Linked DNA regions of Bombyx mori: region 2 is linked to region 1. The links are chromatin contacts, called in public Hi-C maps. All regions are on one chromosome and are shown on one strand. The core of a region is the stretch at or near the end of the contact, and the rest is flanking DNA. Distances in the headings are between cores, read along the strand shown.

Region 1 (6,997 bases), core at 2,027-4,526:
ATTTAAAAAAAAAGAAAATTAAAATCGGTTCAGTAGTTTGGGTGTTCATCGCGGACAAACAACGTCACACATAATTTATATATGTATAATAAGATGATGACTTTCTTGTAGCTTTCGTAATGTCATTACTAGATTAATGACACGTCATTTCAGATCCTCCAGATCCACTATTGGGGTTTTTAGGTACTTCAAGAACCGATCAGCGTTCTTGTCGAAGCCGTCGCTTACGACAAAGCGTTCGGCGAACAAATTAACCCTCAAACACAATCCACTGAATTTCTCGCCGGATATTCTCAGTGGACGCGATTCCGATTCGGTAGTGGATTCAGCGAAGCACTGCTCTTGCTAGGGCTAGTGTTAGCAAATTCGTCAGGTTAAAGCCCCGTGAGCTCACGTATTAGCCTGGTTGATTAGATTAAAAGGCCCTCTAGATTACCAGAATAGGTAGGAAAAAATTAATAAAAAAGAGTAATGGAAATATTTATCTGTTTTACGTTCACTTTTTTTACTTCCATGCGTGAGACTTCGGATCATGCACTCATTTGATTATTTAATTTAAGTAATAAATTGTACGTAAGGTACTTTGTAATTCACTCGCGATAGAAGTGAAAGCTTGAGTAGTATTCTATCTCATTCTATCACAGGTTAAATTCTATATTTGTTTCGTTTTAGTGTCGCTTATTTGTTTTAGTTCCATACGCCTATCTACGACCATAAACTTATATACCTAAAAATACAATTAAAAATATTTTCCTTTACCTGTAAACCGAAGTAAGATGGAAACGCAATACTAAGACGCCGTCTACTTCAATAAAACGGAGTAAATTTAATTTCGTTTATCTTCCCATACACTTACGGGTCTAACAAGAAATGAAGTCGAGAAGAAATACGTCATAATATGTACGCTTTAGTTAACATTTCTTGACAAATGTAAATGTTTAGTCTCCAGTGTGCGTACTGTTTTAATCATTATGATCCATTGTTTCATAAAGTTATAAATGAACGATTTAGCGGTGACGGAAGCACTGTGAACTGTGACTCAGACCGAATCGGTTAGTTCCACGATATTGTGAGCCATTGAGAAAACTTTACAACGAACAATCTTTCGTTAGTTTAACCCTCAGACACAGCCCACTGAGTTTCTCGCCGGATCTTCTCAGTGGGTCGCGTTTCAAATCCCGTGGTAGATTCTGCGAAGCACGGCTCTTGCTAGGGTTCGTGTTAGCAACGTCGTCAGGTTTGAGCCCCGTGAGCTCATCTATAAGGTTACGCTGAAATAGCCTCTCAAGGCTATCAGCTTAGGTAGGAAAAAAAAATCGTTAGTAATGTGTTCGGTTTTATGGATATTTTATTTATCGATAGCTATCCCCTCACACCTCGTACGGTCAATCCGTTCAATTCCAGTTTCACAAACGCGAATAAATACAAGGTTTTTTTTCTTTTATTTTAAGCGTTGCGTAGCCAAAAAGCCAAAAGGGACTTCCATAATTTGATTCAGTCCACCATTTTAATAGGAGCAAACCGGCATTTTACATATTGATAAACTTTTTTATTCTAAAATTATAGATAATACGTTTTTATGTTACGCTAATCGATGACGAAATTCCAAAAGACTGAGATACTCTTAAGATAATACCAGTGGTAGGACGTCTGGTGAGTCCGCACGAGTATGTACACCACTCTGCCTATTTCTACCGTGAAGCAGTAATGCATTTCGGTTTGAAAGGTGGAGCAGTCGTTGTACTGTAAAAACTGAGACCTTAGAACTCATATCTCAAGGCGAGTGGCTACATTTATGTTGTATATGTCTATGGGCTCTAGTAACCACTTAACATCAGGTGGGTCGTGAGTTCGTTCACCCACCTTAGCAACAGCGTCCCTAGCGGCAAACGTAGGCAAACGTTCCAACTACATACAAATTTGAGTTAACGTTTACGCTATCGAGAACGTTAAAAAACTCGCACTAAGTCGCACATCTGCTTTTATCAATCAAATAAATGAATCACCTATAAGTAAAACCTACTTACAACAGTTTTTTTTATAAATAACTTAGCTACTTACCCGAGTAAACAAAGCGACCGTGAGAGTGGAAGCTTATGAAAGTTTAAATATTGATTGTGAGCGGTCGACGACAGTTGATTTTGTAATTAAGCTCGGCCGTATTTTCGGGAGGGCGACTGTCCTTCGATCTTTTAAAATCGTTTGAGCCTCCATCGTTTTTCATATGGCGAGATAGAGGAAAACCTCCAAAATGGCAAGCAATTTTCGACCATTTTTTGTAAACAAATTTTAATTGAAATTGTTGTTCATTTTACGGTAAAATTAAAATTCATATTTTTTTTTTTCATTTCTGTGTATATAAATAATTAATGTTATAGAACATCGTAATGCACAAGTTTCCCTGTACCTGTTATTAATTGCAATAAGAGAAAAGTTAAACATGACATTGTGAGACGCACTTCACGAGTCTCCGTCAGACAGTGTTGCCATGTAGAAAATAATATTAAAAAGACATTTAAAAATCACTACTGTATTGTGGCTGTAAATTTAAAATTATTTTAATTTAAATTGAAAACTTTAAATGTAAATTCAAAGTCATTATTTATTTATTTGGAAGATACTTCATGCATGTAAATGTTTTACTCAGATCAGGTCAGATTACTTCAGCTCCGAATACAGAATGGCTGTTTTTATACATCAATACTATTTAATTTTGTGAAAACTACATTTATTTATTTAATTTCATTAATAATGGAAGAATCTTCATAAATTACTTTTACAATCACTGCCTTTTCTTAGACTCTTATATTAGATTTTGAGTTTAAACTTCAATCTTAAAATTCAAGTAGGGCAACCACATTCACATTCTGACTACGGATTCCGGTACCTAGTATCAAAGCATTTTCATAGCTTATCTTTTTAAATATATTTCTTCTGTGCGTGTGTTTGTCATTGAACTCCTCCTAACCGGCTGGACCGATTTGAATGATTTTTTTGTATGCCTTTGGGTGGCACCCTGGATGGCTTAGATTCACAAATCAGCGCGGCAGATGGCGCCACAGTCGGTATTTAGGTTATTTATCTATACTACAACTAAACGTCTAGATCAACTTGAATGAATTTTTGCAGGACAACGTCTGTCGGGTCCGCTAGTGTTATTTAAAATTTAAATATTTCCGATTTCTATAGGCTGGCAACTCTAGGCCCTCAGACTGTAATTGCGCCATCGAACGGGATCCGCCTGTCCAAACATGGACACTTGCGCGCTGAACACCTCCGTTAATGGGTGAAATCAATTCCTCAGACTTGTAACCAAGCGAGATACATATTTTGTAATACTCTCTTGGAATCCTACAAGCTAAGCGAAGAAGACTTGATGATGTTTTTTTTATTACTTATTTTTTATTGGCCCACTAGCTCGCCGCCCACCATGTATTTTATGATCGAAGTCGTAGTCTCCTTTGGCTTATATAACGGCGGCCCGCTTTTCAAAACGGAACGTGTGAGAACTACCCACGCGCGCTCATAATACGACCTAACGCCAGTTAATGTGACGACAGTGTACTGAGGGTGAGCACGAATGACTATCGAAAAAGTATTCGTATTGATATCGAGAGAAAAAAAGCATAGTATTTAAACAGCGCCCCTACCGTCCGTAAAAAAAATTAATTTCAGCAGCACGAATAAAAATCAAAATTCAAAATCATTTATTTCAACTTGATGTCAGTTGTGTAAATATAAATAACAATGTTAACTCTACCACCGGTTCCAAAAAAAGCCACAGTCCTGAGAATAACCGTAAAAACAAACTCAGCGGCCTTTTTTTTTTGTTTTTTCTCAAATATTTTCTTCTTTTTTTTTAAATAAGTAAAAATACGAAACGAAACGACAACAAACGAAAAAAAAAAAAAAATTCAAAAAATTATAATTAGGAAAAATTAATTGGCCAGGAGCGAACGCCTCATTCCCACGTAGTGCCATCTAGTAAATAATCCTTAACTTTATAATATGCCTTGTTGCACAAACGTTCCTTGACCGGCCGGCAACGCAAAATAAATTTACTTACTTTCGTTTCGTCACCCGGTCACCGTCCTCGCCGAACCCATCGCTTGCGATGAAGGGCTCGACGAGTAAATTAACCCACAGACACAGCCCACTGAGTTTCTCGCCGGATCTTCTCAAGATCGCGTTTCCGATTCGGTGGTAGGTAGATTCTGCGAAGTACGGCTCTTGCTAGGGTTCGTGCTAGCAACTTCGTCAGGTTTGAGCCCCGCGAGCTCACCTACTAGCTCGGCGAATCTAGAATAACCCCTCGAAGTTACTAGAATTGGTAGGAAAAAAAAAGAATCGTCACGTTCTTGAAAATCGAAACTTATACTCATAATCGAGAGCATGAAAATTGTTTTGACATGCGGTAACGTAAATCTCGAAGGCTGGCTATCGAATACTAATATATTATAATGTAATGATCCGTTTTCGTATCGAAGACTCGATACATTTACATTACGAATTCGATGGATTTTCGTGCTTGACGTACTGGTATAATACATACCTAATAAGATAATACGGCCGCACATTCTCCGGTGAGACCCATAATTGGCTTATACAATACTCGCGGGATGTGCTGGTGCCCTTCTCGGTCTAGGCTTTTTTTATTTAGACCCGATAAAAAAATGGTTTTATTATGAGGTACATGGAGTAAAGAACACTCATTGGTGCTCAGGGCTGACAGCCATTATGCTGATGTTGAAGCAGCCAGTTTTAATTATGGAGCCTTACTACAAAACAAACTTAAATTCATTTGAGAATAAAGAATGATTACTTTAAGGGGGAAAGGCATTTGGTTAAGCGACATTTTTGCAGCTTTATATGAGAGCCATTTAAAGTTCAAAATTAGGAAAAAATATCATAACAAAAAAAAACTTCTTCAGCTATTCGAATGGAGTAAACTTAATTGAAGTTCAATTGAAAACATCGAACTGTTGATGTTAATACTGAATATAACGCACCTTTAATTACAAAAATAGCGTGTTAAGCGAAATATCGCTTAAACCAAATATCGCCTTGCACGACTCGACTTGATCTTCCGAGAAACCTTTAAAAAATATTAAAGACTACTTCTACTCGACAATTTGCATTAAAACCAATAGTTTATTCAACACTAATAACAAAATAATCAAAGAGTCGCCTTAAGGGATCTTAGTTGTATCCAAATTACGTTTATTTTAAAACACTAAACATAATTGGTTAATGTAATTCAACTTCATGATATCTTAAATGGCTAATCGTTGCTTATTAGCGTACGATCTATGGTCAGCTCGTCGTTTGTTTGGCCTCAAATGACGTCACACGTAGTGGCGTTGTTCTCGACCGAATCTAATTTAGTTTAAGCGACTACATATATCGAAAAATAAACACTGTCCTTCTTTTGCAAAAGTCTCGAATATCACGACTTTATTCGACTCGGGGCTGCGATAGCCAATATTATTTATCAAAATAATGACAGTAATTAAAACAGTTTTAAAAAAAAGGCATTCACAGCACGCGATCCGGAATCGTGAAAACGACAAATAAAAACAAGCAAAAACCAAGCAAACGGTCACGCTACCCCAAGCTCATGTACACATTTGATAATCAATTCACAATAAACGGTAATAATGCACTGTTTTGTGTCCGCTAATTGTTTACGTTCTTCCTCCTTCCTCATAGCTTTGAACGAAAGCGACATTCGATATGATGAATCTAATATTCGTGAAATGTAGCGTGAAAGGTTGAAAGAACGCGGGTAAGCATAATGTTTGTAGTTAGTTGTGCAATCTTGATTATCAAATATGAAAGAAACGGACCAATATATTTTAAACTAGTAGACCCGGCCACACGTTGCCGTGGCTAAGGTTCTTTCTTTCTAAATAACACATGACCAGCTACGCTAATACCAAAAATTAACAAAGTAAGAACAATTAGATAGTGAAATCTATTATTGTATTGCGTTTATTACGAAATAAATTTCACTTATACTTTAGCCTCAGCAACACGTGGTGTTTATGCCATTAAATTGTAGCTTATGTGAAACGTTGTTATTTTTAAAACAGCGTCATCTATGAGATATTAATGTCAGACACTATTACAATTGTCTGTAAGAACTGATTTAAGGCGCCATCTGTTTTAAAGTTATGAGACTTACAATTAATAACAATAATCAACTTATGAAATTATTTTATTGTTAATTAATAAATATTGCGACCATTAATTGAAATAAAAACCATCCTGTGGCCTAAGTTGGAACAAAGCACATACATATTTAAAAAAAAAGTTAAAATCGGTTCGGTAGTTTAGGTTAACCCTCTGTTACATTTTAAGCGGCAAATTAATTTATTATCATAATATATACTGTGCTAATTGAACTCACATTACAGTTTTAATATATGTGATTCTGTAGTGTTGGCCTAAAACAGCGCCTCCCATCTCCGTGGGTGTGGTAAAATGCTACTGAGAAGTTCTTACTCGACTGACTGCGATCATCAATCGGCATTTATTTGTGACAAGGTGAACTATAAACCCGCTCAATAGATCCAATGACTCAACCTAATTCTAGCGTGAAACATTCATCGTTTTCGTTAAGAAAGATGTGAGATTCTGTTGATAATTCAATCGAGATATTGACCTTATGTCTCAAGGTAGGTGATAGATATAGCATTTACGTTGTGATGTCCATGGACTCCAGTAACCGCTTACCACTAGATAGATCGTGAGCTCATCCGTCTATGCAATAGAAGAAAAAATCAAATTCAACATTTACGTAAATTGTACACAGAATTCGCTGAAATTACGATCGCAATCATATCACTAATAGGCACGCGAATTCGTGTGATAATTTCGTGCCGGCGCCACTGAGTGCGGATAAGTTTTACCTGCGGTTTCACTCGTCTCTATCTTATTTATGGCGAATTAATTTTCTTGCAATTCAATCGGGTTAATCAACTCCCCCAAAAAAAAC
Region 2 (6,997 bases), core at 1,471-3,970, 94 kb before region 1:
GCAGCAACTTTAGTCTTCACTGATCGTTCACTTGATGACGTGGCTAGCGCGAACGGTACTTTTGTTTTATGTAAATGCCTTATTAGTTTTTCTGCACCTGTGATAGATCATGAATCAAGTATATTTTAAACAAGATACTTCAATTATATATATTTTTTTATCGTTGATTGTATTCTACATGGCAGAGATTTCATAAAATGGGTGCCTTTTAATAATTAGAGACCATCATGGCAAATTAATTTCCTTGGAGAAGTATTTTTTTTATAACAACAGTATTTTTATGTTGGGTATACAGAAACATATTGAGGAGTGAAAAGCAATTTAAGTGACATTTTTGTAATTTTACTTTATAGTTTAAAATTTGGAAAAAATATAATAACAAAAAATCTTCTTCAGCTATTTGAATGGAGTCAACTTAATATTAGTAATAAATAAACTTAATAATTTATTATTACATCGAACTTTTAATACCAAATAAAATGCACCTTTAATTACAATGATAATTGTCGTGTACTACGCGAAATGTCTCTTATACCAAGCGACAGCCTTTCACCCCTCGATATGTATATATACAATCAGAAATATTGATTGATGTCACAAGTGTAACAGAAAAAATCGCCGAAATATAATTTATAGAGATTTTTTTAAACTGTTGACCCAGCCATTCACAAATACGATTGGTTAAGCAGTTATTAGTTCTGGAAAAGTTGCTTGAGCCTTTTTAATTTCTAATGACATGATCAGTAGAAAGGAATATGGGTTTTCCAATGCAATTTTAGCAGTGAACAATTGGAATAGCATTATTGTCATATTTAATATAAAATATATAAAAACTATACTATAATATACTAAATACATATGTAATCTAATATTTTATTTAATTTCTATATATACACTTAATTTTTTACTGGTGGTAGGACGTCTTGTGAGTCCATACGGGTAGGTACCACTACCCTGCCTATTTCTATTTTGAAGCAGTAATGTCTTTCGGTTTGAAGGGTGGAGCAGCTGTTGTACTGTAAAATCTGAGACCTTAGAACTCATATCTCAACCACTTAACACCAGGTGTTAGGTCTACCCACCTAAACAATAAATAAAAAAATACTGTTTCATTCTTTAAAAGTTACAAGTAACTTTCCATGCATTTAAAACCATGGAAAAGCAAAAGAATATTATTATATCTTAAATATTTCTTTAATACAATTAGGAAATGAACAAACCATCTAATAAGGGTGTACCAGCCAGCATCTTATCCCCTAAGACAAGTAATTGATCTCTAAATTCTGTAGGAGTCACTGGTAAGTTCAGTTCTTTACAGAGGATTTCAGAGAGTCGTTGCTCTGTACCACCCAAGATCTTCATCATGAGCTCATTGGTGTATGTGTGGCCATATTGCGCACAAAGTTGCGTTATCATTTTTTTGTAAACTTGCTCGGTGTCTGGAAATTGAAAATGTTTTAATGGTTATTTTACCTTGCTTTCACAACTATATGCTACATCTAATTCAAAATGAAATTTATATTATATAAACAATTAGGACTATATATAAAAAAAATATAAAAAAATGTTATTTTGTTAGTTAAAAATGCTTTTTATTTCAATGTCTTCATTCGAGATGTTATTAGTTTATATGCTCTTTTAAACTAGTTTTATTTTTTGGTATGATATGGTTTATTTCAATGTAATAACATAAAAAATAATAAAATTATACAAACATACATACATACCTAATAACAAACCGTCCATATCAAATATACAGTGGGTGACGGTCTTAAAATTATTCGTCGAGTAGCATCGCGCGCCAACAGCTTTAGGAACCGTTCTTACTATTCTCAATAAATTAAACCTCATGATTGAACCAGTTACGTAAATACAACAACTAAATAATTAATAATTAACTAAAACCAAACAGTATCTCATTAGGTAAATATTAGTTTCTTAGATTGACTCAATAATCCTTTCGAAAACTTTTCGTAGTGTGAATTAATTAATTAAAATAAACGGAATATTATATTCAGACTGAACTTTGTCTGCATATGCAAACCTATTCTTTACCTACTTTAAGTTAGTTTATCCATTCTGCACTTTACAGTAGGAATCTGTAACAGTTACACTACTCTGTGGAAAGGAAATAAATTATAGTCGGATTTTTAATTAGACGAAGCCAACTGACAGTAGCTAATGTCACTTTGTGAAATAATGTTACTATATTTAAAGTAATAGTGATGCGTTCAGTTCTCGTTCAATCACATGAATGAACAATGAGTGTCAAGAGTTAATCATTAATTTCAAACTATAAAAGAATATTATTTATATTTTACAATAAAATTGTATTAAAGTGCTCCAATATATGTTACTAGTAGTATGTAACTACAATTAGTTTTTTTTATTTTCATTACATACCTATAATTGTTATATTTTATACATCTATAATTTCAACTATATGATGTATTGGAAATAGGACAGTCTTACAAGCTTCCTCGCAATGTTTTTCTTAATGTTTAAAACACTCGGTATTCAGTACAGGTAGATACTATAGGAACATAATATTTCGTCGAAAACTCATTGGTATGTACAAAGCACGCCTAAAATTCAAACCCCGTACCCGATATCGGCAATTCGGCACACCAACTATTCACTAGACAATCGAGGCAATTTCATTAATTCAGGAGTTTTTTCAATCATTCAATTTGTCACAACACTATTTTTATTTCATCAGAACCTGACAACACAGTAAACGTCAGTTGACTTCGTCTAATAAAAAATCCGACTATAGGTGATGCGAACAACAAATGATGTAAGTATAGAAAAAAATATTTTGTAATCAACTTTTAATTTTCATATTAATTAATTTTCAACTTGTGAATTGAAATTGTAATTTAATTCGTATTTTAGTAACATAGCAAAACTACAAGCTGGCAATGCTTCGAAGCTCGCTTTCGGCTGACTTCAGTCGTACAGTACAATACAGTCGGGCTGCGACCATCATGGATCGCAGTTGAACGGTCGCGGGTTGCGTGTGGCATCTCTTGTATCGTAAAATAATTTCAAGATATTAGTTTTTAATAATTTAATTAATGGACTTAGGGTTAAATTTGTGTTTCTAATAATTAAATTATATTCTTGAAAATCACTAAAACGGATGTGAGAGAGTGTTGTCGTATCGAACTGTCGCTTAACAAAAAATCGATTTTCGGATTCAATATGAAGAGTCTTATACTATTTCTTTTGACTGTGTGTTTTTTGGCGGGAGCCAATGCTGCCGATACGGAAATTTCGTGTACAAATGTGAAAAATATGTTTGAAAAGAAAGGGATGTCCGCGATGGTAGATATTCAACCGCAGCCAAACTCAGGTGAGAATCACGCGCCGCTCTACAGCTGAATGTGATAATGATAATGATAGTACATGATATGGTTGTTGTTAACATGCTTTCGCAAACGAAACACATGTTACAGATATTCTATTTTAAAGCACATTAACGGTAAAGCGGCGTAAAGTGTAGCTCAGTGTGGTTTATTTTAATCACTTCAAAAGAAAATTTATTCTCTGAAGAAAAATGCTTTATCGCTAAAACGAGAACAGTAGTTTTGTTAAATCGCCAGACTCGTGTTTGTTTGTATGTTGATGTTGTACCTACCTTCTAACAGCAAGTAAAACTTTGATAATAATGTAATAAAGCTTTTTTTTAATTTAAAGTATGATTCTTTGATTAGAACTACATGTAAATATTGTTTGTTCGAAATCGTTTATTAAATCGCTTTGTATAAAATCCAAACTATTTAATTTTAAAATTTAATCAGTCAAGTTCCTAAAGTAAAAATTTGTTAAAAAGATGCATTGTCTTGAAACGAATGCAGCGTAGAACAATCGAACCGTTAATGGCACGCTGTCCTTTTTTACCTGAGACATAAAAATAGAGATGCCCATGCATTGTATAAAATATTCTGGAATCTTGACAAAAAAAAAAGGAAACGCAGTTACTCTTTTAATTAATAGTACGTACTTATATTATTATATTTTTTATTGCATTACTTGTGGGACCTAATTTTAGTAGAATTTCATTGTCAATGTTTCTTTGAATATTGGCATGGACAGTCTAAAATCATTAAAGTCATAATGTACTGACTGCCTTGATTAAATCAACCCCAGTCTTTGGTAGATTGAAAGCACGACTATCTATCCAGGAAGGTAAACCATAGGTATTGAGTACCATTAGTTGGCTCGTTTCTGAATATAATTATTTTCCAGTTAAACCATTTTTGTTTTTACCGTCACCTTGAAGTGACGACTATTTTCAATTACGATTAAAAACTTTCAGAAAGCATTCAACGTTATGGTCGAAAAAAATACAAAGTTCTCAGATCTAGAGTCACGTGGGTGTAGTTGTCTTAGTGGGCGGTAACATGAAATGCTCATATTGCAACATACTTGTTCGTCTAATAAAGTTGTATTCTGCGAAATAATTTAAGTATGGTTGACCAAATGGTCAAGCAAATGCAATGGTGAAACAAATTCTTCAAACACAAATCTTAGATCTACGTAATATTCGTGGTGTACGATCGTTAGCTTGCATTATGAGGCATTATGAGGAATACCTGTAAATTACAGAATTACTGATTTGAGACTGAACTTGACTTGCACATCTGAGATCTCTCTACATAATGTTATTGAATCGGCAGTTTCTTTACTTTTGCCAATTTAATGAGTAACCGTTGAAGTTAGCTTGCATAACTACTAATGTAAGGTTACGTATTATTATATTAATTTTACGTATTACAAATGTTTTCTATATCTGTACTTAATTATCTTTATAACACCTATCATCATATCTTCTAGGCGCTCTCTTTACTGACGAAATCTCGACCGTTTCGAAAAAGCCAATGTTATCATTTTCTTTTAACCCAGGATCTCGCGTTTATATTATAACATAAAAAAAGGTGATGATTTCACATCTTTGGTTGCAAATTCAGACTATTTATTCAAAATGAAGAAATTGTGTATGAAATTTGCACGAACTCAAGATTTGGCAGTAATTTTATTACAAAATAGTCCTACTAATGTCGATGACACTGAGGGTTTTGTCGTGATGCCAAATCATTAGTACTTTTTCGTCAATTCGTTTCATTGTTAATACGAGTTTTCTTAATTGGCATCTAGGCGTAGCAAGTATAAGTTACTCCACTATTAATTATACTTAAGATTACTTGCTAAAATAGCGATTTTTTAGCTGTTTTCCTGTATCGTTTCCATATTATTAGCAAAAGTTTGTTCTATGGACGAAGTCTCATATTTGTAAACACATTTGTTAGCCACAACCAACCCAAAAATATAGCATAGTGTTTCATAATCCATTAATGCTAATTAGACAATATGGTAGTGTTAAATGTTTCGAGATTAGATCTTAATAGCAGATATGAATTATAATTTTAAATTCCTTTTTTTACCAACGTTTAGACATGTATTTTACTAAACTTGCTTTTCGTCTTAATTTTATTGCACTTCTTCGTTACAGGATGTATGTCATTCATTTATCATACTTTGTTATACATATTTTGCTACTTTTGCGCTTTCATGAAGAATCAGTGATTAAGCTTTCAACCATGGCATATTCCTTTACGTCCTACTATTGATTGTTTTCAGAAAATCCTTTACAATTACATTCATAAACACTCATTTGTAAAATTAGTGCGAACGCATTTAAAGTAGCGTTTAAGCATAATAATCTAGAATAAGATAACACAAATATATTGGAAGAAAACTAAAGTGACACTGTCTATTTTTCGGGCGATACTGGGTGAGTCACAAGGCAGAATCAATTAAATTAGGTACTTAAGTATTTAGATGCCTGTGATTAGTGGAATTATTGTTTGTTTATTTTCGGTTTGTTTGTTATTAATGTAAAGTTTTAATGGTTGACGAGCGATTGCACCAACGATGAACTTGTAAAGAGTTCACTATATAGAGAATATAAGCCTAAGGAGAGCATTATTTCAAGTGCCGTCATCAAACCATCTGAATTTCCATAGTGATATAAATTATGTAATTAATTTCCATATGTTAAGGACCGATAATTGTGACAAACCTTGGGAGAGGTCTATGGCCATCCATCCACAGCTGTAGACGCTGATAATATTCGAATGGTTACTTACATGACAATCGAATAAAAGCTACAAGGAGAAACCAATGAACGATTTAATTTTAAATTGTAAATATAATTTTAATCGTAATAGAAAATATTGCCATGATGCCTATCTTATTTATTCGACATTCTTCTACCGTTTACCCGTCGTAGTTTGAACAAGTTGCATTAGCCGTAGTCACGAGTGGCTGAGAAATCGAAGTTTCTGAAGTATTCTGCATGCGGAATAGTTTACAAGTTATTTAGCATGCAATAGTCGAATGTTGCGGCTTCTAACGGCATTCGTCGCGCCAAGTCTGTACCGGTATTCAGAAATCACCAGTACTCGTATGCATTTCAAACCAGATTTTAATATTGAGTAGCCTTTATATTCAAATGTGGAGTATACGTAATAATTTTTGAAGGATCTGTAATGATGAACATGAACACGAATAATGTGCTTCACCACCGTATTTATACCATACAATAATAAGATTACATCGTTTAGCAATTCTATTTACCTTTCTTAATATGTTTTCGTTGGAATACGATTTATTACATTGTTATCACAAGGAGACATACATTTCTCGCGGTTACTCCGTTTTAGATAGATTGTCGAAGACTACCCTCGATGTCACATCAAAATATTTCAGTCAGAAATATCATTCCGAACGAAATCACTATTAGTTTCGGCTTTTTTCAATATTGCGTAATTAGAGGTATGCTTTAATTAATTCATAGTAAGCTGTGTGCTAGTTATTAGAAGAAGTCACGAGGTAGCCAGTTCGGGCCAAAGAAAATCTTTCAAACGTAAAACGTAAAGGTCAACATCCTCTAGTTTCTTAACAAAACTGACCAATAGAAATACCAAGTCGG

Evidence for each region. A called contact is a pair of places that touch in the nucleus more often than the background predicts.
Region 2: a contact with region 1 is called in a Hi-C map of midgut, with 2.2 times the contacts expected there. The contact joins the promoter of LOC101745556 here to the enhancer-like site in region 1. A contact is called at or near these places in 3 of 7 Hi-C or Micro-C datasets (midgut and whole pupa).

What each region holds. Positions count from the first base shown.
Region 1 is chr15:15,749,645-15,756,641 of ASM3026992v2, reverse strand. The region is part of intron 3 of LOC101745556 (glypican-4); the gene reads left to right. Among protein-coding and RNA genes, the nearest start is that of LOC101738598, 35 kb to the right of the region's middle. Within about 2 kb of position 3,276, at least 2 of the 8 cell types and tissues checked have open chromatin away from gene starts, as enhancers often do.
Region 2 is chr15:15,843,096-15,850,092 of ASM3026992v2, reverse strand. LOC101745556 (glypican-4) reads left to right here and starts at 2,720. Exons shown (of 12, transcript XM_004923048.5): 1 at 2,720-2,797; 2 at 2,896-3,355. The coding sequence starts at 3,205. It overlaps LOC101738730 (probable pseudouridine-5'-phosphatase), which reads right to left and starts at 2,196. Exons shown (of 4, transcript XM_004923003.5): 1 at 1,728-2,196; 2 at 1,221-1,439; 3 at 1-97. The coding sequence starts at 1,851.